Linked DNA regions of Pan troglodytes: region 2 is linked to region 1. Evidence: chromatin contacts called from public Hi-C data. All regions are on one chromosome and are shown on one strand. The core of a region is the stretch at or near the end of the contact, and the rest is flanking DNA. Distances in the headings are between cores, read along the strand shown.

Evidence for each region. Hi-C and Micro-C count contacts between places; a contact is called where the count stands out from the background.
Region 2: a Hi-C map of stem cell-derived neural progenitor cells shows a contact between it and region 1, with 2.5 times the contacts expected there. The contact joins the promoter of CDKAL1 here to the promoter of MBOAT1 in region 1. A contact is called at or near these places in 1 of 7 Hi-C or Micro-C datasets (stem cell-derived neural progenitor cells) and 1 of 1 datasets of contacts at active chromatin or transcription factors (stem cell-derived excitatory neurons).

What each region holds. Positions count from the first base shown.
Region 1 is chr5:26,157,332-26,162,599 of NHGRI_mPanTro3-v2.0_pri, forward strand. It overlaps MBOAT1 (membrane bound O-acyltransferase domain containing 1), which reads right to left and starts at 2,545. Exons shown (of 13, transcript XM_009450581.4): 1 at 1,700-2,545. The coding sequence starts at 1,798.
Region 2 is chr5:26,477,362-26,482,629 of NHGRI_mPanTro3-v2.0_pri, forward strand. It overlaps CDKAL1 (CDK5 regulatory subunit associated protein 1 like 1), which reads left to right and starts at 2,994. Exons shown (of 16, transcript XM_016954980.3): 1 at 2,994-3,149; 2 at 3,926-3,969.

The DNA.
Region 1 (5,268 bases), core at 1,295-3,794:
AAAATAAGCTACCTGGGGCACTGCCTTTTAAGTGCTTCTTCCACCAAGGGTCATCCAGACTCACTCCTGGTGGAGGGTGGTCAGACTGACCTAAGAGCTAAGAGATCTCAGGTGCTCCTGGCCATGGCAAACATTTCTCCTTCGGTTTATCCCAGAAGTCTCTCCCTCCCTCCCTCCCTCCCTCCCAGTTTTAAACATCCCTAAGGCTCTTTTGTTCCTTTTTATGAATTAAAACCAGAATTACCTTTATAGGAAAGTAGGGGATGCAATTGAAAGACATTAAAAACATTATTCTAGCACCTCCCAGCCATAACTTGCCATGGTCCTTTAGCCATACAAAAAGCCTTCCTGGAGTCTTTCTAGCTGTGTAGAAGAGCTTAGAAGAGAAAATGCAATTAAAATACCTTCTGATAGGGAGTGGAGAGGTAAGTACAAAACAAACTCCCCTTAAGGAAATTCAGCTATGAGTTTAATTTCAGAACTAAAGAATTTGCTATTATGTCTGCCTCTGCCTGGGTCCCTGGGTCTATCTCATCCTCACCAGAAACTAAAGAGTAATTTACAAAAGCACAAATGCTTTGGCACCGAAACCCTTCCCAAGTTTCTGACTTTCTGTATTTTGCAACTGATGAGAACGCAATGGTCACATCAGGTGGAGTTCTCAGTCAGGTCCTCAGAGTGAGCCAGGTATGAGGGTGGCTCAGTAAACAGGACCCGAATAAGGCAAATGTCCAGGTCTCACTTTCTCATTGCTGAAGGGGTGTGCGCAAAGGGCAGCAGGTGTGCTCTTGTTAAAAGGAAAGGAAAAGGAGCACCGGTGAGAGGAAGGGGAAGAAAACCAGGCAAAAAAGCATGAAACAAAACAGGAGCGCAGTGGGTCCTCCCCCAGCATGCCCTGCCCAATTCTATTTAAATCAACATTTACTGATTGGGTCACTACTAAGTATCCCGCAGATCTAGCCTGCAGCACCTGAAGAGACAAGGAAATGAGTAAGACGGGCTTCATCTTCAGGAAGGTTTCTTGCCAGGAATCACTGTTGTTGCCATTTTTAATTTTAATGGTTGTAGATAATTCCTGGACAGTTCAAATAACTTCACTGGGGCCCCTCTCCTCCCCCTAACCTGTCCTACTCAGAAGCTCCAGCCCCAGGCATATGAGCCAACCGAACCCTGGGAAAACCAAAGTGTCCCTGTGTGTCCCGCATCACACACGGTACAAAATAACTGTCACCCCTGAACAAGCCTCGCCGCAGAAGTCTAAAACCCAGGTCTCGCATTCAAAATCTATAGACTACAGTCTACAGATTCATCGCGCTTATTTTTTAAGTAGGGTCATCTAAATTAAAAACAATAACGACTTGAGGACACTGATGAAAGAAACACTGGTTTCATGTATCAGACTACTTCAGAACTTGATTACAGGAAACGAGGCAATCCCAAACTTAAAGAAAAAAAAGTTCAGTAGAACTTGCCGCGCAGGCTGTACCAATATTTTTTCACACTCACAAGGAGAAAAACACTAACACCAACTCAAGAAGGGAAAACACACACACACACACACACAAAAAAAAACCAACTGTCTAGTGTGTGGCTGTAAAATACGCCATGGAGGCGGAGGGACGGTGGCTAACACTTTCGCCCGCCCCATGCAAGCGATCGCTGGGGAGCTGGGGTCGCTGCGCTCCCGACCCGCAGTTACCTGGTCCAGCGGGATGCCCAGGAGCTCGCTGAGCGGGTGCAGGCAGGTGGAGCCCGTGGTGCGGTAGGAAAGGCTGGACGGCTGCGGCTCTGCTGCCATCCTGCATCTTCGGGAGGTGGCTGCCCCGGTCCCAGCCCGCAACACCCCCCGCTCGGCGTCCTCCCGCCCGGGTGCTCTTGGGTGGTTGCCCCGAGAGGCGCACGGCCGCCTGGTTCGCGGGGGAGCGAACGGGAGGCCGGGGAATGCGAACCGGCGCAAACTCTCGAGGCGCAAACTTGGCGTTGGCGCTGGCGCTGCAGCCACGGGCGCCGTAGGAGGGCCGGGCCCAAGGCGCCCCGCTTCCCGCTCCCTTCCTCTCCGCGCCCATTGGCCCGGCCGCTCGGGACGGCCCCGAGAGGAGGGAAGGAGGGAGGAAAAGTGGGGACTCCGAGCCCGGCCCCCAAGCGCCGCCCGGCCCGCCCAGCCTGGCCTGCACCGAGGCCGACCGGGAGAGGGAAAGCGACGCCAGCGGGCGCCGCCGCCTGGCCCTGCAGCTGGAGGCGGGACGCGCCTTTCCTCCTCCCGGGCTGACCGTCCTAGCCCCCCGCCAGACAAAACGACCTCACCCAGCGGGCGCCTTCCACTAGAGAGCACCACCCACCCCGCCCCACCCTGTTTTGGTTTCGCCGCCGCAGTCGAAGTGGCTGAGTGGCTGCGTTTCCCTTTCAAGCCGTAGAGGGTTCCTCTGCCGGTGGCTGGAAGCTGGAGAGACCCTGCGCTGCTAGCGAGCGCCGCAGCCACCAGACTCCCTACTTCCTTTACCCTCCTCTGCGCTAGGCATAGTTTCCTACACCCTGATCTGACATGTTCTGTGTCACACAAGCAAATACAGGGGACTGCTAGCTTCGGGTCACTTCCGTCTCTGTGGAGTGAGAATTATTTCACCTCTGTAAGAAACGGTGTTTACTGTCATACTATGTGCATTCTGATAAGTCATTTGCATGCCACGGGTCCTCAAAAAGGGTGCCTTGCTCCTTAACTTGTCTGCCCCCAGACACCCACACATCAATGTTACTTGGAAAACTTTTCCAAGTTATTGCTAGGTTCTGAGAAACATAAAAATCTTGAAGATCCTTTTCAGGAATCGCTAGCTGATGAAAAAGGGTTTCTGGAAGGTAATATTCTGGGCTGCTGGGTAGAAAACCAAAGAAAGTGAGCTCACGTGGCCCCCAGCCTCCGCTGGGTAAACCGGCATTCGATCAGACGGGCAATGACTTTCGGGGCAGACTTTATCAATGTGGCCTCCAGCTTCAAATTAAACCGAAGGCCTGTCAGGCACTGGCAACACCTTACTCTCCAAGACTCAGGCCTCACTCTTGCCTTCTTCAGGAGTTTTATCACCATCAAACTGCACTGAGCATTAAATTGCCAGGCCAGAGTTTCTCAACCTATGTCCCCTGTGGAGGAGGAAAAAAAAAAGTCTGTACCACCACTCCCACAAGCTAACCGAATGGAGATGTCACCACCAGATGATAATCTCTACCACTCACAAGCAAACCCACACTACAGACAGACAGACAGACACATGCACACACGCACACAGGCGTATACTTGAGGATCACTAGGCTAGATAGGTTCGTTTAATATCATAGAGTCCTGGAAAATGACCAGCATTGGAGCAACATTCATCTTATCTGGAGCTAGATGACAGCTGAAGTGAGGTATATGAGAGCAGACGGAGCTTTGTTTAAAAGGAAAAAAAAATCAACACTCAGATTTGAGTTGCTGGAAAACAGAAGTAGGTCAGTTTGGGAAGTATTTCTGGAGCAAGTGCCTCAAACCCTTTATAATTTTCACAAAGCTATGCCTTTTAGACTTCAAAGAATAGTCCTCACATAGGCCATATATATATATGTGTGTGTGTGCGTGTGTATATATATTTATTATAAATATATTAATTTATATAATCATATATAAATATATTTATATATGTAAAGTTTTATATGTACATATATTAGCCTTACACAGGTTTATATATACATATATTACACAGTTTTTATATATATATTACACAGGTTTGATATATACATATGTATATATGTATATGTAAAATATATACATATATTAGCCTTACACAGGTTTTTTTCTTAACCCCAGGTTTCGAATCTATTAAGGGAGCTTAAGTGACTTGGTTGTATTTAGGGAGGTTAAGTAAAACGTGTCTGTCTGATTCCAGAGCCTGGGCTCTTTATTCATTATGCATTGCCTCCTCTAAAACATAGTATTTTTCTCTTTATCAAGAGGCCAGCCCACACACCTGATACAACCTTGTCATTTTTGTAGACGAGACATTACATTTACCATTGAAAATGAGGTGGTAGGGGTGATGCCACAGACACGCTGTCTCTCCTGTTTTCTATTTGCAGTAGAGTGAGGCTTGATATCAAGGTCAGTTTTATAAATCTTCCTTATGGAACCATGGTCAGAATGTGACATTATCCAGGAGATCCACTGCACATCCTGAAGACAGGTCAAAAAATTAAAGCCAGGCACAAAAAGACCTGAAAAAGATTCTAGCACATTGGGAAGGGCTGCATGTTACCATGGACTAATAAAAACTCTACAAACTGCTGTAGAGTCACTAGGCTTTGGCAGAGTGCCTAAGGAGTTCCTAAAGAAGTGAAGTATTTTGATTTTAAGTAAATAAACTCCATGCCATTGTATCATGGATATTCAGAGGCACTTTCCATACTTCCTACTTCACATACCAAATCAAATCAAACAACATAACTGATAATCAAAGAACAAAACTGAATTAAATACATCCTCAAGGTTTACAAAGGTATAATCCTTCAAGGAGATAAAACTCTAATGATACCTTCAGTCTATATTCAACCAAAAACAATCACCAATAAAACTAAATTTAAGCCATCTGAAATGATATAACCCATGTAAAAAAAGAATTACCATTTTAATAATACTACATATTAATGTAATGATACTATATATTCACAGAGCACACTCACTTATCCCCTTTGATCCTCCCAACAACTCTATGAAGTTGGAAGGGCAGGTGTTATTATCATTTGTATTATTATGTCATCTCAATTTTTATTCAAATGAATACTGTTTCTAATAAATTGCAGCTAGCTTATCCATTTAGTAAACAGCAAGTGTAGGGTTCAAACTTGGGTATTCTACTGTTCTTTTTAACTATACAGAAATCTTTTTATTATACTTTTTATTATACTAGGAGTATAATACTATTTTCCTTCAGGAAAATAGCAGAAATTGTTGCCTGCATAGGACATTAAATTCCAGGCTTAACATTTGAGAGCTGATCTGAAGAATGGTCAAAATTGACCCATGATAGGTATCACCACTGTTTTTTGAGCAGTTTCTTTAAGCATCATCCACAAAACTTCAGGTAATTTATGTTTTTCAATCAATGATCCATTCCTTCATGTTTTAGCTCAACTGATGTGTGTTTGCTTGGATCATATATTGCAACCTGCCTACCCGACGTATTTTCCAAGCTTGGGATCACAGTTAAACATTGTACATGTTCAGAAAATGAAGAAACTAATATA
Region 2 (5,268 bases), core at 1,744-4,243, 320 kb after region 1:
GGTTTGTTTACTTATTACCAAATATTTATAAAGCATTTAGTGTTATATTGTTGGCTGAAAAAACAGGAACAAAATAGGATGGTGTATATTTATGAAGCTTAACTCTAATTTAAGAAACAAAGCATGATTTTTTTTTTCTTTGAGACGGTGTCTCACTGTGTTGCCCAGGCTGGAGTGCAGTGGTGCGATCTCAGCTCACTGCAATCTCCGCCTTCCAGGTTCAAGCGATTCTCCTGCCTCAGCCTCCCGAGTAGTTGGGACTACAGGCTCATGCCACCATGCCTGGCTAATTTTTTGTATTTTTAGTAGAGACAGCGTTTTACCATGTTAGCCACTATGGTCTTGATCTCCTGACCTCGTGATCCGCCCACCTTAGCCTTCCAAAGTGCTGGGATTACAGCCGTAAGCCATCGTGCCTGGCCTTTTTTTTTTTTTTTTTTTAATCTTTTTGAGATGGAGTTTCGCTCTTGTTGTCCAGGCTGGAGTGCAATGGTGTAATATCCGCTCACTGCAACCTTCACCTCCTGGGTTCAAGAGATTCTCCTGCCTCAGCCTCCTGAGTAGCTGGGATTACAGGCATGCGCCACCACACCCAGCTAATTTTGTATTTTTGGTAGAGACAGGGTTTCACCATGTTGGTCAGTCTGGTCTTGAACTCTTGGCCTCAGGCGATCCACCCACCTCGGCTTCCCAAAGTGCTAGGATTACAGGCGTGATCCACTGCACCCGGCCTTACTGGTTGTTTTTCAAAAGTTGTACAGATACTATAAATATATTTAACCAATACTCTATTGAGGAGGAGCCGGAGAGGGTTTCCAGTCTTTTGCTATTATAAGCAATGCTTAAAAAAATACTCTGGAACATAGGTCATTGTAAGCAATGCTTCAAAAAATACTCTGGAACATAGGTCATTATGTATATTTCTGTAAGATAAATTCCTAGAGGTAGGGTTACTGACTTCAAAGGATTTAGACTAAAGGTGCTTAAAGAGAGAGGTTTCACCTGTTAGTTATTGTAGCCAAAACTTGAAAACATCCTTTCTTCCTCTTTTTTCGTACCTATCAATCACCAAGTCTTGCTGCTGTTACCTCCTCAATTTGTTTAAATCTGTCCTTCCTTCCCATTCCTCCCAGCCAACAACTCAATTTAGGCTTTTACTATTTCTTCATGTCTGAAATATCGTCCTCAAACCCATTGTCCTGAGAGAATAATCTGCTCGAACACATTCATGTTGCCTACTACATACATCCAGGATTAAGTCTAATGCCTTTGAATACACAAGGTTCACCTTGATCTAGTCCCTGTGCCTCCCTTTCTCTGGCAGACTTCTCCCATCACCAGCTTCACTCTCTCTGCTTTTACACTGTGGAATAATTCATCATTTCAGGCCTCCTTGCTTTTGCTCTGGCTGACTCTTCAGCTTGGAATGCCTTCATCTATTTCCCTTACTTCACCTTTGTGTTCCTGTGCATTCATCTTTCATAGTGATTGCTATTCTCTACTGAAATGAATTTTCTCAAAAGAGCCTGCAATTGCAATAGGCAGTACTTTTTTTCTTTCTTTTTAGCTCTAGCATCTATCACAGTGCTTGTGGTCATGGGGTACATACTCAGTAAAATTTCCTTTACTGAACTCAACTAGATCTTGGGGGAAAAGGGGTGGAGTCATTCATTCATTCATTCATTCAACATATGTTTATTGAGAAGCTATAAACATAGGCACAAGGTTATGTGCTAGGTAGTGCGATTACAACCAAGAAGATAACCCAGGGCCTACTTTTGGTCTAGTGAAAGAAATGGAATTAGATGGGTATGGTGGTGTGCACCTGTAGTCCCAGCTACTTGGGAGGCTAAGGCATGAGAATCTCTTGAGGCTAGGAGGGAGAGGTTGCAGTGAGCTGTGATGGTAACACTGTAATCCAGCCTGGGTGACAGAAGAAGACCCTATCTAAAAAAAAAAAAAAAAAAAAAAAAGTAGGGCAACATAAATACACAATTTTAATTTAGGTGGGTAAAGACAACAGTGGACCCCAGGGCACAGTTTAGATTATTTTATGGATATGGATAAACAGAGAAAAGGGTGTTTTTTTTTTTTTTTTTAATCTATTTTAGAGACTGGGTCTCACTGTGTTGCCCAGGCTGTTTTCAAACTTCTGAGCTCAAGTGATCCTCCCACATCAGCCTCTTGAGTAGATGGATGGCATTTTAATTAGATGAAATTGTACTAGGAAAGGCATTTGCAAAACAAAGTAATTGCCCCAAATCACTATGAAACCCTAAGTCAGGCATAAAACTCACGATTTCTGACCCTTCTTCATGGCCTATTGCCTCCTATTACCTTTACTTTTTCAAGTAAAGATATTCTTCTGGTAAACACATGGTCAAATACAGTGTCTTGGGTAACGAATAGTAAAGTGAGATAACATATGTAGAGAAAGCGGGTGAGAATCCGTACTCCATAAAAGTATTTTCTTTCCATAGGTGTCTGCTAAACTGCCATCTAAGTTTTCCAAAACAAAAAACAAAAACACTTGTGTGGTGCTCAATGATGTATATTAAGTGAAACCTACCAACTGACCTTTATCCTTTCCTTCCTGTTTTTTAAATATTAAAGAAGAGACCTCTTTTCACAAATGATTGAGGAGGCTAGTAAAACAGTGAAAAGAGCAAGTTCTTTGGGAGTCAGACAGTATCGGATCCAGCCCAGAGCGCAGCACGACTAGTAGAGTAACTTAGATTAAGTCCTTAAACTTCCAGTGTCCTCTTTTGTAAACTAGGAATAATAATAATAATAAATAAATAGTGAAATAATATTTATGCAAAGTACTTAGCACAGTGTCTAACACATAAAAGCTTAGGAGAAGTTGGCTATTAAGCATTTCTAGGAACCCGAGGACTCAGGGTTGTTATTTTAGTTCTTGGAATCAAAGGAACTTGAAGCGTAGTCATTCCTAAACTAAGTTAAACCAGAACTAGCGCTTTCAGCAATGATGTAATTTGATCTCTTCGGGCCACCGTCGCTGAGCATGCGTAAATAAACGTGGCGGGACGTATGTGTCATGGCGCTCTCCATCTAAAGTCTGTGCAGCTTCCGGAGAGTGGCGGGTTGATTTTCTCACTTTGGACTGGTTTTTACTTCCAGACTTCTGGGTAAGGGTGGCCGATGGGTCCATGTGGGGCAGAGTGTGGCCACAGCTCCTTTTATGGCCAAGCCTTGTTTCTCCAGTTTCAGTTTTTCTTGGGCTGTTTGCAAATTTGTTTCGCAGTTAAAAGGGGATTTGCCAGCTGGGATGGGGGAATTGGGAGGCAGATGGGGCTTCCAGGAGCGAGGATAGGGTCGTTGGCCTCAGGTGCCGCTCTCCAGTTAGGAGTATTTTAGGCACCTCGTTCCTTATTGTCAGGTTTAACTTCATTTGTTCTCCCACTTTATACCTTAGTGAATTTGTAGATGTGACAAGGCTTTCGCAGTTACATAGCTTTCCCAGATCAGTATGTTAAGAATTTAAGCAGAAGTTATTGAGAAAAGCAGGTGTCTTGCTTTTTCACTTTTCGTTCTTATTTGCTCATAAAACCTTTTTCTGAATCTCGGGACGACAGTTATCTTTCGGATGGAACGTGATCTGGATGTCTACCTACCTTATTGACTTAATCCTGTTTTGTAGTGGTTGGTTACTCGCACTATGCAGACGTGTTGCGGTGCTGAATACAACATTTATTACTAAAGCCAGACACTGGATCACAGTCACGGCAGATGTCAGCAAACCTGTTGTAATCAGTAAGAAGTTACAAGTAGTATGGAGCATCATTAATCCTGCTGTATAAAGCAGTCTTTTATGGAGTCTGATTCCTTTTAAGTAAAGAATCCTTACAGTGGTTTTGTGAACTTTTTGGGTGCTTGCTTTTCCTAATCAATTTTTATTTTCCAGACTCATCTTTCAAGAGGACTTTAGACTAATTGCAGATAATTAAGGTACTGATTTATTTTAAACCTTTTATGTTTGAGTGCTGTGCGTATTTTTGCATGTTAGAAAATGCAGAGAGGTAGCCTAATGTTTTAGCTATTTGCCACTATCGTGTTATGGAAACATTGTGCTTTACATAGCATTAAATCGAAGAGATATTTTCATTTATTTTACTTAACCTTTCATTTTCATTCACCAGCATTGACCATGTCCACTTTTTTGAGATGCCCTTTTCATTTGCCTTCCATGGCCCATGGATTTTTTTCCTTGTCTGGTGGCTGCTTCTTGGAATCCATTATAAGCTGATTTTCCTTTATCTGGCAGTTAAATTTGGAGTCTCTCAAGTCGTGGTCTTGTACCTTCTCCTACCTCTGTTCTCTTTTTCTTCCCCTCTGGGTGATGTAATCCACATGCCTGTCAACAGTTATTTCTCTTTTTGATTCTACCCATCCTAATGGGTATGAAGTGGTGTATTATTGTGGTTTGGATTTCCGTTTCCCTGATGGCTCATGATGTTGACATCTTTTCATGTGCTTATCAGCCATTTGTATGTGTGTGTTTTTGAGACACGGCTTCCCTATGCCACCCAGGCCAGAGTGCAGTGGCTCGATTACGGCTCACTGCAGCCTTGACCACCTGGTCTCAAGTGATCCCACTTCAGCCTCCCAAGTAGCTGGGACTACAGGTGCATGCCACCATGCCCAGCTAAATTTTACTTTTTTTTTTTTTTTTTTTGTAGCGATAGGGTCCGTGTTGCCTAGGCTCTGGCCTTGTACTCTGGCCTGAAGTGATCCTGCCACCTTGGCTTCCCAGTGTTGGGATTATAGGCATGAGCCTCTGCACCTGGCCCATTTCTGTATCTTCTTCATCTAATCTGTTTTTCCTTTTGTTGCTTGTGCTTTTCGTTTCTTAGCTAAGAAAGAAGGGCCTACTCTAACATCATAAAGATTTGTGCTTATGTTTTTTTCTAAGAGTTTCATAATGTTAGCTCCTAAATTTAGGTCTATGATCCATTTTCGGTTAATTTTTGTATATGATGTGAAATAGGGCTCCAACTTTATTTTTTACATGTTGCTATCCAGTTATCCCAGCGTCATTTGTTGAAAAAAAAACTATGCTTTCCCCGTTGAATTGTCTAGGTTATGTATATTTGACATACATTCTAGGTGGTTTTTATGAAAGAATAATTCTGGGACCGTGATTATCAAACTTTAATTCAGATCAAAATCACCTAGAGGGCCTGTTAAATATTGCTAGGTTTTACTCAAAATATCTGATTTAGTATGTCTGGAGTGGAGTTCAAGAAT